2 separate regions of the Zea mays genome follow, and region 1 is linked to region 2. Evidence: chromatin contacts called from public Hi-C data. All regions are on one chromosome and are shown on one strand. Each heading gives the region's core, a stretch centred on a gene start, on an enhancer-like site or on the middle of the called end of the contact. The rest is flanking DNA. Distances are from core to core; before and after follow the strand shown. Region 1 holds the start of LOC100216726. Region 2 holds the start of LOC100281091 (LHY protein).

Region 1 (5,036 bases), core at 983-3,482, 300 kb before region 2:
ACCTCCTCTCACCCCGAGCCATTTCACGTTGCAAGCTGAAAATGGAGAACAGGATTCACATGGTTCGGTTCGGCCACATGTGCAGAATAAAGGCCAGATGATCACTCAAACAAAGTACCATATCTGTATGACTCTAGGCCCATTGATATGCTTCCGTATTTGTAAGTGCACAGTATAGCAAGCCCTGCTGGGTTCCTGGAAAAAAAAATCAATGCTATCTAAATTTGTTAAAAGGGCATCACTCAGTTATAACACTATATAGCGATGAGCACAGGAAGGGGCTTAACCAATCCACTAATGCGAAAATCGGCATATTCGGAAATGTCTGGCTCAGTCGATGCAAGATGAACCTGTATCATGACAGCAAATATGTAGGGCATAAATACACCTATCACCAAATATTGTCAACATTATCATAAAGAATTTGGATGCAAACTTGCACTGTTACATTACATAAGTGGTGATATATCCCGTGCAATCACTCATTTGGTGCCAGCGTGCAATCAAACAATCCAAAGCATTCAATATATATCCAACAGTTTTATATGGAAGAGGTTAAATGTAAAATAGGTACTAGGTTTCAGGTGTATGTGTGTGTGGGGGGGGTGGGGGGTGGGGGGGGGGGGGGTGGTTAAATATAAATAGCAGTCACCGTTGAATTTTAATTGGATGCACTAGATAGCTTGATTGCACACTCCTAATAAGAAAAACTAAATGCTTGAAATGGAGGTACACAACCTTGTGGCAATATCAGGATATCCTTTTGCAGTGATCAGAATACAAGGGAGCTGATTATACAGGCGGTCTTCAGCCAGCCTCTGAAATACGGCATCCTATTTGAAACAAATGACCTTATAAGCTATAAGGATGCACTATAGAGATAAATCATTACTAAATTATAGCAGTAGGATCGGTACCTTCTCCACCACAATGATGTACCGAGAGCCCGAAGACAAATTTAATTTGCTCAACAGGTTCAGGTCCCCCGTAATTGCATGCCCTGAAGCTCCAAGAATGGAGCAATCAATCTGCTCCCCGTCCGGTTCCTAAGGTAGTTGAAACATGCAGTTTAGGTGCTTACTGAAAAGATAAACAAGACTTTATCATGTATTCCCTCAACACATAATCAGGATATATTCTGGGATATCATGGAGCAGACATGCAACACAAGGCGCCCAATGAGTGCCCCTCTGCTTGATGCCATGACTCCTAAGCTCTGCCTTGTGCACCGGAGCAAGGAAACAACATCTGCACGTGAAGAGGGGACCAAATTTGATTACGACCAAACTACACATTAGCCAAACAAGAATCAAATGGGTTGGGGTGGGGGTTTTGTCCACCTTGAATGGCTTGGTTGACATGACGTTGACAGCTGAAGTACTTGGGTGAGTCGGACAGGAGCTTGTAGAACAGCTCCCGTTGCTGGACCAGCTTCCCCTCCCCCAAGATCTTGTAGCACATCTCCATGACCTTCCACACTATCCCACAACAAACGGCTATTTTAACCAGACAAATGGGCGAGGATAATTCCGTCCCAGGGTACTCAAGGAACAAGTGGTAACCTCTTACGAACGCCTTTGGATTGTGCGTCAGAGACCTCTTGCAGAAGGTGTATGAGAGATAAACCGACGAGACGTCGTTCAGCAACCCACTGCGCAGGCTGCAGTTGGCAGAGCTCCGACTAATCTGCCATGGAAAAAAGAAATCATTCAGAATACTGCTCGCAATACATTTCACCAAGGTTATCTGAACTAGAAATCATACAGCTTGCAATAACTGATGACGAATCGTGATAATTGGCTAGGGACCAAATTCCTGTGTTATCCACATGGCACATGGGTGAAGCGCGCAGAACCATCACCGCGGTAAGAGAGGAATGTGTGTGTGTGAGAGAGGGGGAGGGGGGGAGGTTTGGCAACTGGTGTACCAGGGGGAGGACGGAGATGGCCGGCGAGGAAGGGGAGGCTAGCGCTGCGAGGAAGTTGAGCACCGCTACCTCGATCCTAGCCCGGACCTATCGACAACGAAATAGGACCCGTCAGTGACCACAACGAAAGGCGCGCACGAAGACATGGGCGAGGCGGAACCTCAGGCGGCGCGAGGATGTCGGCTGAGCAGAGGCGGCCGTCAGCGCCGAAGAGCGACGCCGCTGCCACGTTCGCCTCCGCCATCGATGGAGAGTTGGAGACGCTGCTGCGGTTCGCGGGCGGAGGCGAGTCGCCAAGTTGTGTGTGTGCTGCGGCCTGCGGGCACCGGCGAATGGGCTGGGCCGAGTTAGGAAATGAGAGTCCAGTAGTGGTCTGCGTACCTGTGGTAGTATGCCCCCTACAGACTTAAACTTATATTGAACGTAGGGTGACAATAAATTCTAATTTTTACACTATAAAATTTAACTATAAAATTTAAGTATCAAATCGGATTAGAATCGTGCTCTATTTCTATTCATTTTTGAACTGCAAATTATTTAAAACTCTATCATTTTGTGAAAAAGCATTTGGATCACGATTCATTACCACCCCTAGTCGGACGGAAGGACAACCGTCAAACATAAGGCTGCTTGTTGGAATTTCCTCCGTTTCCTTTTGTGCATAACTGCACTTGTGTGAAATTGAGCACAAAATCTTGTAATAGTCAGTCCTCCATATCTATTGACATGTAATTTTTTTCTCATTTTCATGGCTTCTAAATCTATACTACTCTATTAAGAATCTAACGTGGGCAGCTGGTGCTACCACGGTTTCAACCTCAGCGCTAAAATTCTAGGCCCGCCCCACACGTTCCGACTGGTTCTCCCGTCCCACACACCTCGCCTCGACATCGTGCCCTGTGGGACCCATGCCCAACGCCCGCGCAACGCCCTCTCAGCTACTGCCATGTGGACCCCCAACGCCCTACTGCGCCTACCCAGCACCCGAGCCTACCCAGCACCCGATCCCGACCGCACAACTACCACACTATACAAAAAATAGTGCAGAGTGAGCACTCGAACCCATGTCCCCTGCTTCAGAAATTTAGGTCTAACCACCAGCACACGTACCTTATAGAGTTTAGAAATAAACAACAATTATATACGAATAAATATTTTAATGTCTATTTATATGACATATAACAACTGTAGCAAAGCACGTACAACTATCTAGTAATTTTGTAAGAAGCTTAAAAATATTTTTTTGGGATGGTTAACTTAAGTCAATCGCTCTTAAAAAAAACTAGAGAGAGAGTTACATGTTCTTTTCATCTCATCAATCTAGGCGGTGTATGTACACGTGTACATACATGGCCTAAGAATACTAGTTCTTTTACTTGGGAGACTGAGCGGTGGCCACAAAAAAGGGTGTATAGCTACATGTTCTTTTCATCTCATCAAAAGCTTGTGGTGATGACTGGCTGTTATATGATTATTGTATGCTGCATATGTTGGCTACATGTGTGTGTGTACGTACGTATATACATTGTTTACGACCACCCAGAAGGGAGAACTTCAACGACGCCTACGTTGTTTACGAGCTGATGGACACCGACCTTCACCACCTCCTACGATCCAACCAGCCACTGACCGATGACCACTGCCAGGTAGTACAGTAATGCCGTGCCGCCGTCAGTTCTCCGTTTCTATCTTTCATTTCGCTTCAGACCACTGATCGATTACAGTTCCGTGCGCAGTTCCCCGCTATGTGCAGTGGTGGTGCCATGGATTTGCTTGAGAGGATGCTCGTGTTTGATCCGAGCAAGAGGATTACTGTTAATCCTGCAGCTCTGCATGAACTTGCTGCATTGATATCATATAAAATGTGTGACATGCTTGCCTGGATGCAGTATATTTTGCTGGGATATATAGTCCAGAGTAGAGCTAAATTCTAGCTCAATTGCCCTCGTCCAGACAGGAAAGAAAGAACCTTTCAGCGCTAGTTTGGAAACTCAAATCCCGAAGAGCGCTAGTTTGGAAACTCAAATCCTCTTCGGGGTTGAAGGGGATTGGAGAGGAAATTAGTTCATTTCCACCTCAATCCCCTCTAACCCCGAAGGGGATTTGAGGTTCCCAAAGTAGCCCTCATCGTTTGAAATTCTGCCCTTTTCAGTCTGATATATATGGTATGATATGAGATGACCCTGAAATGAATCGTTGAAACTGAATAATTATATTCATGCAACTACTATTCTTGCATTCTAAGAGCAGAAGGTGCAATCTCTTGAAACATACTAACCTTGATGCTTTTCCTTTTGTGGAATTGCAGTTGATGAGGCTCTATGCCACCCATACCTGGCATCCCTTCATGAGATAAACGACGAACCCGTCTGCCCAGCGCCTTTCAGCTTCGACTTCGAGCAGCCATCGCTCACCGAAGAAGATATCAAGGAGCTCATCTGGAGGGAGTCTCTCAAGTTCAACCCTGACCCAGTCCGCTGAATAGTTCCCAGTGTACACACGAGTAAACTAGGATGGCATGTCTATCAGCTCCATGGGGACAAAAGGCATGAAGCAACTGCAGCAAGATGAGTGTACAAGTGACATCATCATCACCACATCTCGTGGCTTGTCAATAGCGACACCGTAACGTCAAAAATATTGGACATTTGTGAAACAAGAAGCTTGATCAATAATTTCTAGTGGAGAAAGCTGGCAGCTTATCTGCATCTTGTTAGGTTGTATCTACCTCCCTTCAGTTGTATGCGTAACAAATGTAGTCAGAACCTTGTCACTGCCTATGGGACCATGGTAACACAGTTGTCCACAAACTACAGACAGCAGCTCAACACGTCACCTTCCAGCAGTTACTGTTATTATGTTCTAAAATCTTGATGAACATAAAACCACATAATATTTTGTGACTACTCACCCGAATTTGTTCCAGCAATTGGGCACCATTCCCCGAGCATTACGCAAACATTCCTCATACAACATCACGTTCTTCAAACCAGACACATGATACGAGGTTACACACCAAAGCATTTGAATAGCATCCACAACATGCAGGAAGGAGTACCGACACATTTGTTTAAGGGCACATGGGCATCAAGCTTTAATAGACACATGA
Region 2 (5,064 bases), core at 305-2,804:
CAGGCACAACGACCAGTTCAAATAGAGCACAAATCAGTGTAATGGTTTGGAACATGTTTATACAATTATCCCATTTAAACAAGGTCTGATTATGTGATATATAGAAACTGTAACAATACACTAACACCTAACTAGTGATATCTAATGTGGCTAAAAGAGCCTAGAAAACCACTCTTCATTTTGCCCCTAATGACTCTAAAGAGTAGAAGGAATCACTCTCCATGTTGCCCCTAATAATGACACTAAAGGAACAGCAGGAAATCACTCTTTATTTTGCACCTAATGACACTAAAATCTATTAGGAAACTTTGCAAGTAACGCAATAAAAAGCATTTCAAATTGACTAGAGTGAGATGAAAGCACATATGGGACTGATTACGTGCCAGAAAATAATCCAGCTCAATCTGACAAAGGAAACATGAATTGCAAAAATTCGCAAGCAAACTATTCATTGTCCTAGTCATGCTAATCAAATCAGGCAATCAGACCTCAAAACACTAGCATATACCAGTAGGAAAGTTTTTGCAAATAATTTGCCGAGTTAAGAGTTCACAGGATCCAGTTCTTCCAATCAAAGGGAAGCAATAAGCCTCCAGGAACCAATATCAGAGACTCACGTCTGCAAGAAACATATAGGTTCATGTCCAGAAACTAAAGCAACATAGCTCAGCAGCAGGAATAGTAACGCAAATATCCACTCGGCGTCCTAAAGCACAACGCTAAAACCATAACCTCACCAAGAAAACACTCAACCCCGTAAAGTTACCCATCACATACCACGACGAACAAATCACAACCGCCGTCCTCTGCAAAAGAAACACAGCGAGCAGCGGCACAACTCATTTACAACTACTGTGCGTTACGACTCGTCAGGTTCTCAGCTTGTACACCAGACCAGAGATTATGACCCATTCCACTGCTAAATTAAGCATCGAAAACACGTAGCCCAGGATGAACAAAATGAAAACAGGCGAATGGCCATCTGATTGGAATAACAAAAGCACACCAGAGAACATTCTGAAAAGTAATTTTCTGGCAGGCAAAAAAAAGTAGTAATCCGGGCATGTCGCGTCGACTAAAACAGAGCCACAGAGGTCCGTGAATTCTAGCTAGGGAAGCAGCAGTACCTCAGCAGACAGCAGCCCAGTAGAAATCGAGCCCGACGCAACCTCGGTCTGGCGCCGCCTCGCTCCCTCGTCCACCTCCGACGCACGGTGGCCTGCACCAACCCGCGCACCCATTCGAGCGTCAGGAGGCTCAGTAATCACAGGGAACGCCACGAGGCAGCGCAAAACGAGGCCCGATTCCCACCCAGCTCAAGCGGGCATCACCGGCCCCGCCGGCGCCGGCACAACAGTGGCATCCGCGCCTACCTCCGACCTCCCGCTTCCCTCTCCGCCGCCGCCACAACCACAAGCTTCTCGGTGGATCGGTTGCCCGGGGATCTAGCTGGACTACGGAACGGAAGTGAGCAGGCAGGATGGGTGGAAGAGGAGGAAGACGAATGAGAAGGCTCTCGCGACTTGGAGTCGGAGGTGCTTTGCTGTTCGCTGCGGTGGCCGCAGCTCGGTGCGCTGTATGCTGTGCGCTGCGCGGGCCGCGGGAGCAGAGGGGAGAGAGGCTGTGGCCTGTGCGGGTCGCGATCGCGGCGAGCGCCGCGAGAAATCTGGGCCACTATCTTTTCTTGTGGATTTCTCGCGCTCCGGCCCCAGAAATCTTGCGAGCACGCCCTCCAGCATCCCCGGAATTGCAGCCTTGAGCGAGAATAGTTTAAGTTTATGCAGAGGGCAAGGTGGTGCTGCTGGCTGACGACCATTTCTGCATCCGTCGGTGTCTCGCTCTAACGGAACAAAATGGATGGATGGTTCTTGATTTGCGAAGGAGCTGAAGCTGAAGATTGGTCACGCTCATCCTGCTGCTCAGCTTTTGGAAAGTGCGTGTAGTGGTACTTACTTGAGGATTATAGTCAGGGTCACTCTGAATAGCGCAGGAGTTTGAGGGTCCATGTACGATCACCCGTCATGTTTACAGAGAATGGCTATCTAGCTACTAGTTTGAGCATATAAGTTCATTTTTTGGTTTTGTCCGATTTGTATCATTTGTGTCTAGTTAACATAAAATAGAGAAAATTAATTTCTCTTCACTACACCTTAAAGTGGAAGTTCCATTGTGTGTGTTGTCCCTTCCCACGCGCGTAGTGAGGGTCCCCAGAATTGTCGTGTGCCGTCCCCTTCCCCACTTAGAGAAATATCAAAAAAAATGTCCATTGATTGGAAGCATGGTCTATAAGAAGAGAGTATTTGCCTCTAACCACTACAGGTTACGTTGGGTTGTATACTTGTATTATACGAAGAACCATATATCATATATAGAAATTGTGGGATTCACGGCAACTAACTAATAATATTTATGTTTCTATCTCTCGGAGCATTCTCATCTCAAGAATACATAAACAATAGTCAGATGCATGTATATTACAATAGTTCCTATATATCACATGTGAAGATTTTATTTTAATAAAACAAAAAAATATGGGTTTTGTTGATAGATGGGTGTGAACGTGGAAATAACAATCAAGGTTGAACCTCTACTTGTACGTAATTTTATCTTATTTTTTGTTCTATGTATCGCATGAGTAGATTTTATTTTAGTAAAACATAAAAATATATGTATTCGGTTGGTTAGGTAATTGTGAATGTGGAGCCAACAACCGAGATTTGAAACGCGGTAAGTGAAAGGGTAACGCGCGGCAACCGTGTAAACTGCTACTTTATAAAATAGAAAATAGAATAGAGAGAAGATTAATCAGCAGAGACTAATTTACAAAGCCTGTTACCTGAACCGAAAAATAACAGCCAGAAAACCTCCCACGGTAGCCACGTGCAAATCCAGGCTTAAGCAGGGACCCTTCCGCAAAACGCAAAAGGTCACAGGACTCACAGACAATAATGAATAATTTGCGGTTGGGAAACGCCCGAACTGGCCTGCGCCCCCGCCACGCGGGGCCCACCTGGCGGCCAACTGGCGGCGATCTAGCGGCTCCCCTTGCGCTTTTTCCAGGGCACCGGCGAGCGCCGCGAGCCTGTGGCCGCCGTTTCTCCACCTCCGTTCCACCGTCACCCTCTCCCCGCGACGCCACCGGGAGCGTCCGATCCGCCCGCGCTCCCGAGCCGCGACCGTCCGATCCCCGCGCGGGAACTAGTGGCCAGCGTCGCGCGGGCCTTGGACGGCGGCGATGCGCGCCCCGTCACATCGTGCGGCTGACGAAGCGGCCAGGTGGGGCCGAGCCGGCAAGGGCGCTTGTGCGGGTGTAAAGATTCTGAGAGCCTGTGGCGGAAAAGCGCACCAGGGGGGTGGGGCCCCGGGGCTGGGCCTTTGTGATTGCGGAGGGCGTGCACGTGGCGACTGGATTTGTGGGATGCGAGGGAGCCGTGGGGCCCGCGAGTTGGACTGGTGGCTTATCTGCCCGGTAGGACGTGACATGGCGGGGCGTTTTCTTTATTCGCGGTTACGGCGACGCCAGCGAGCTCAGCAGAGAGCAGTGAAAAAACTAGGGGCGTGTTCGGCTGGCTACAAGCGACACTGTTGCAGCTGTTTGGACTGCTGCAGCTGCAATCCATAGAGAGAAAAATACTGTAGAAGCCGCAGCCGCAGCAAGCCGCAGCGAACAAGCTGTAGATCGCAGAGAATGACAAATGAGAGTTCGTATGTACTTTATTGCATGAAAGACTTACTTATATATATATATATATATATATATATATATATATATATATATATATATATATATATAATAGGGGTCATTCTCAAGAGGTATGTTTTTTGGGGATGTGTTCACCGAGCCCCTTGAATTGATCACTATATCACATATAACTTTGTAATATGTTATTTTGTGACACTCCCCCTTAATCAATCAAAGTCAATTTGATCATCTGTCAGCTATCTTCCAATATATTATCTCATCAAAAATCTTGTGGGAAAAATAAGGAGTACACAATGTCTTTTGGATCATGAGTAGAACTCGCACTGATTTCCAAAAGAAAAATATGCCTGTAATCATCATTCCTAAAAACCCCATGGGAAAAAAATCAATGACGAAGCATATAGCTTAGTTGATATTACCTCGTTAAAAACTTTGGATAAGAAAACCTTAACAAGGCAAAACTCATACAAAGAAAAGAGTATAATATGATGGTTCAAAACAGTCAAATATCATGGAGAATTACTCCCCCTAATTCTTGCAATCGCTTAAGTCTTCTCATACCAATCCTCTCGACACATTTCTGAAACATGGAGTATGGTAGAGATTTTGTGAATAGATCAGCAAGATTATCACAAGACTTTGTTTGCAAGATGTTTATATCTCCATTTTCTGAAGTTCATGGGGATAAAACAATTTAGGAGCAATATGCTTATTAATGTTGCTCCTAATATAAATGTTTCCATCTGAACAACACAAGCTCAAATATCCTTATAGATAATTATCGGTGGTTCCATTGAACCATGGTATGCCATTGCTCTCCCATGGACCTCTAGCCCAAAGAACAATGATATGTCTATATTCATCATCTCAAAACCCCCTTAGGGAAAATAAATGATAAGACATATAACTCAGGCTAATATTTGTCCAAGATAATCTTATCAGAAAATCTGAGAAATCAACATATCAGCTAAGTCTCCTAAAAAATCCAACGGGAAAAATAAGGAGAGTGGTCATACCCTATTGTTGATCTATTTGAACTCTAGGGAGATAAACTCATAACCTAGTTCAAATACAACAATAGCTATGTCATAATGTATCATCCTCGAAAACCTCTACGGGAAAAAATAGATGATAAGACATAGGTCTTGTGTTGATGTTGCCTCGTTAAAAACTTTGAATGAGAAACCCAAACATGGGAAAAACTCATGCAAAGAAATGAGTACAATATGATGTAGAAACAAGTTCTTCCGATCAAGAGGAAACCCCCACTTATCTTTGCAAATCACTAAGTCATCCTATACCTACTCTCAAACACACTTAAAAATGTGGAGTAAGGTAGAGACTTAGTTCGTAACTTGTCT

The links. Hi-C and Micro-C count contacts between places; a contact is called where the count stands out from the background.
Region 1: a contact with region 2 is called in a Hi-C map of ear, with 1.9 times the contacts expected there. The contact joins the promoter of LOC100216726 here to the promoter of LOC100281091 in region 2. A contact is called at or near these places in 2 of 25 Hi-C or Micro-C datasets (ear and root tip).

Annotation. Positions count from the first base shown.
Region 1 is chr4:34,753,468-34,758,503 of Zm-B73-REFERENCE-NAM-5.0, reverse strand. It overlaps LOC100216726, which reads right to left and starts at 2,232. Exons shown (of 10, transcript NM_001311170.1): 1 at 2,088-2,232; 2 at 1,563-1,686; 3 at 1,341-1,478; 4 at 1,160-1,248; 5 at 918-1,046; 6 at 739-833; 7 at 288-350; 8 at 119-195; 9 at 1-35. The coding sequence starts at 2,171.
Region 2 is chr4:34,448,675-34,453,738 of Zm-B73-REFERENCE-NAM-5.0, reverse strand. It overlaps LOC100281091 (LHY protein), which reads right to left and starts at 1,554. Exons shown (of 11, transcript NM_001370710.1): 1 at 1,312-1,554; 2 at 1,128-1,219.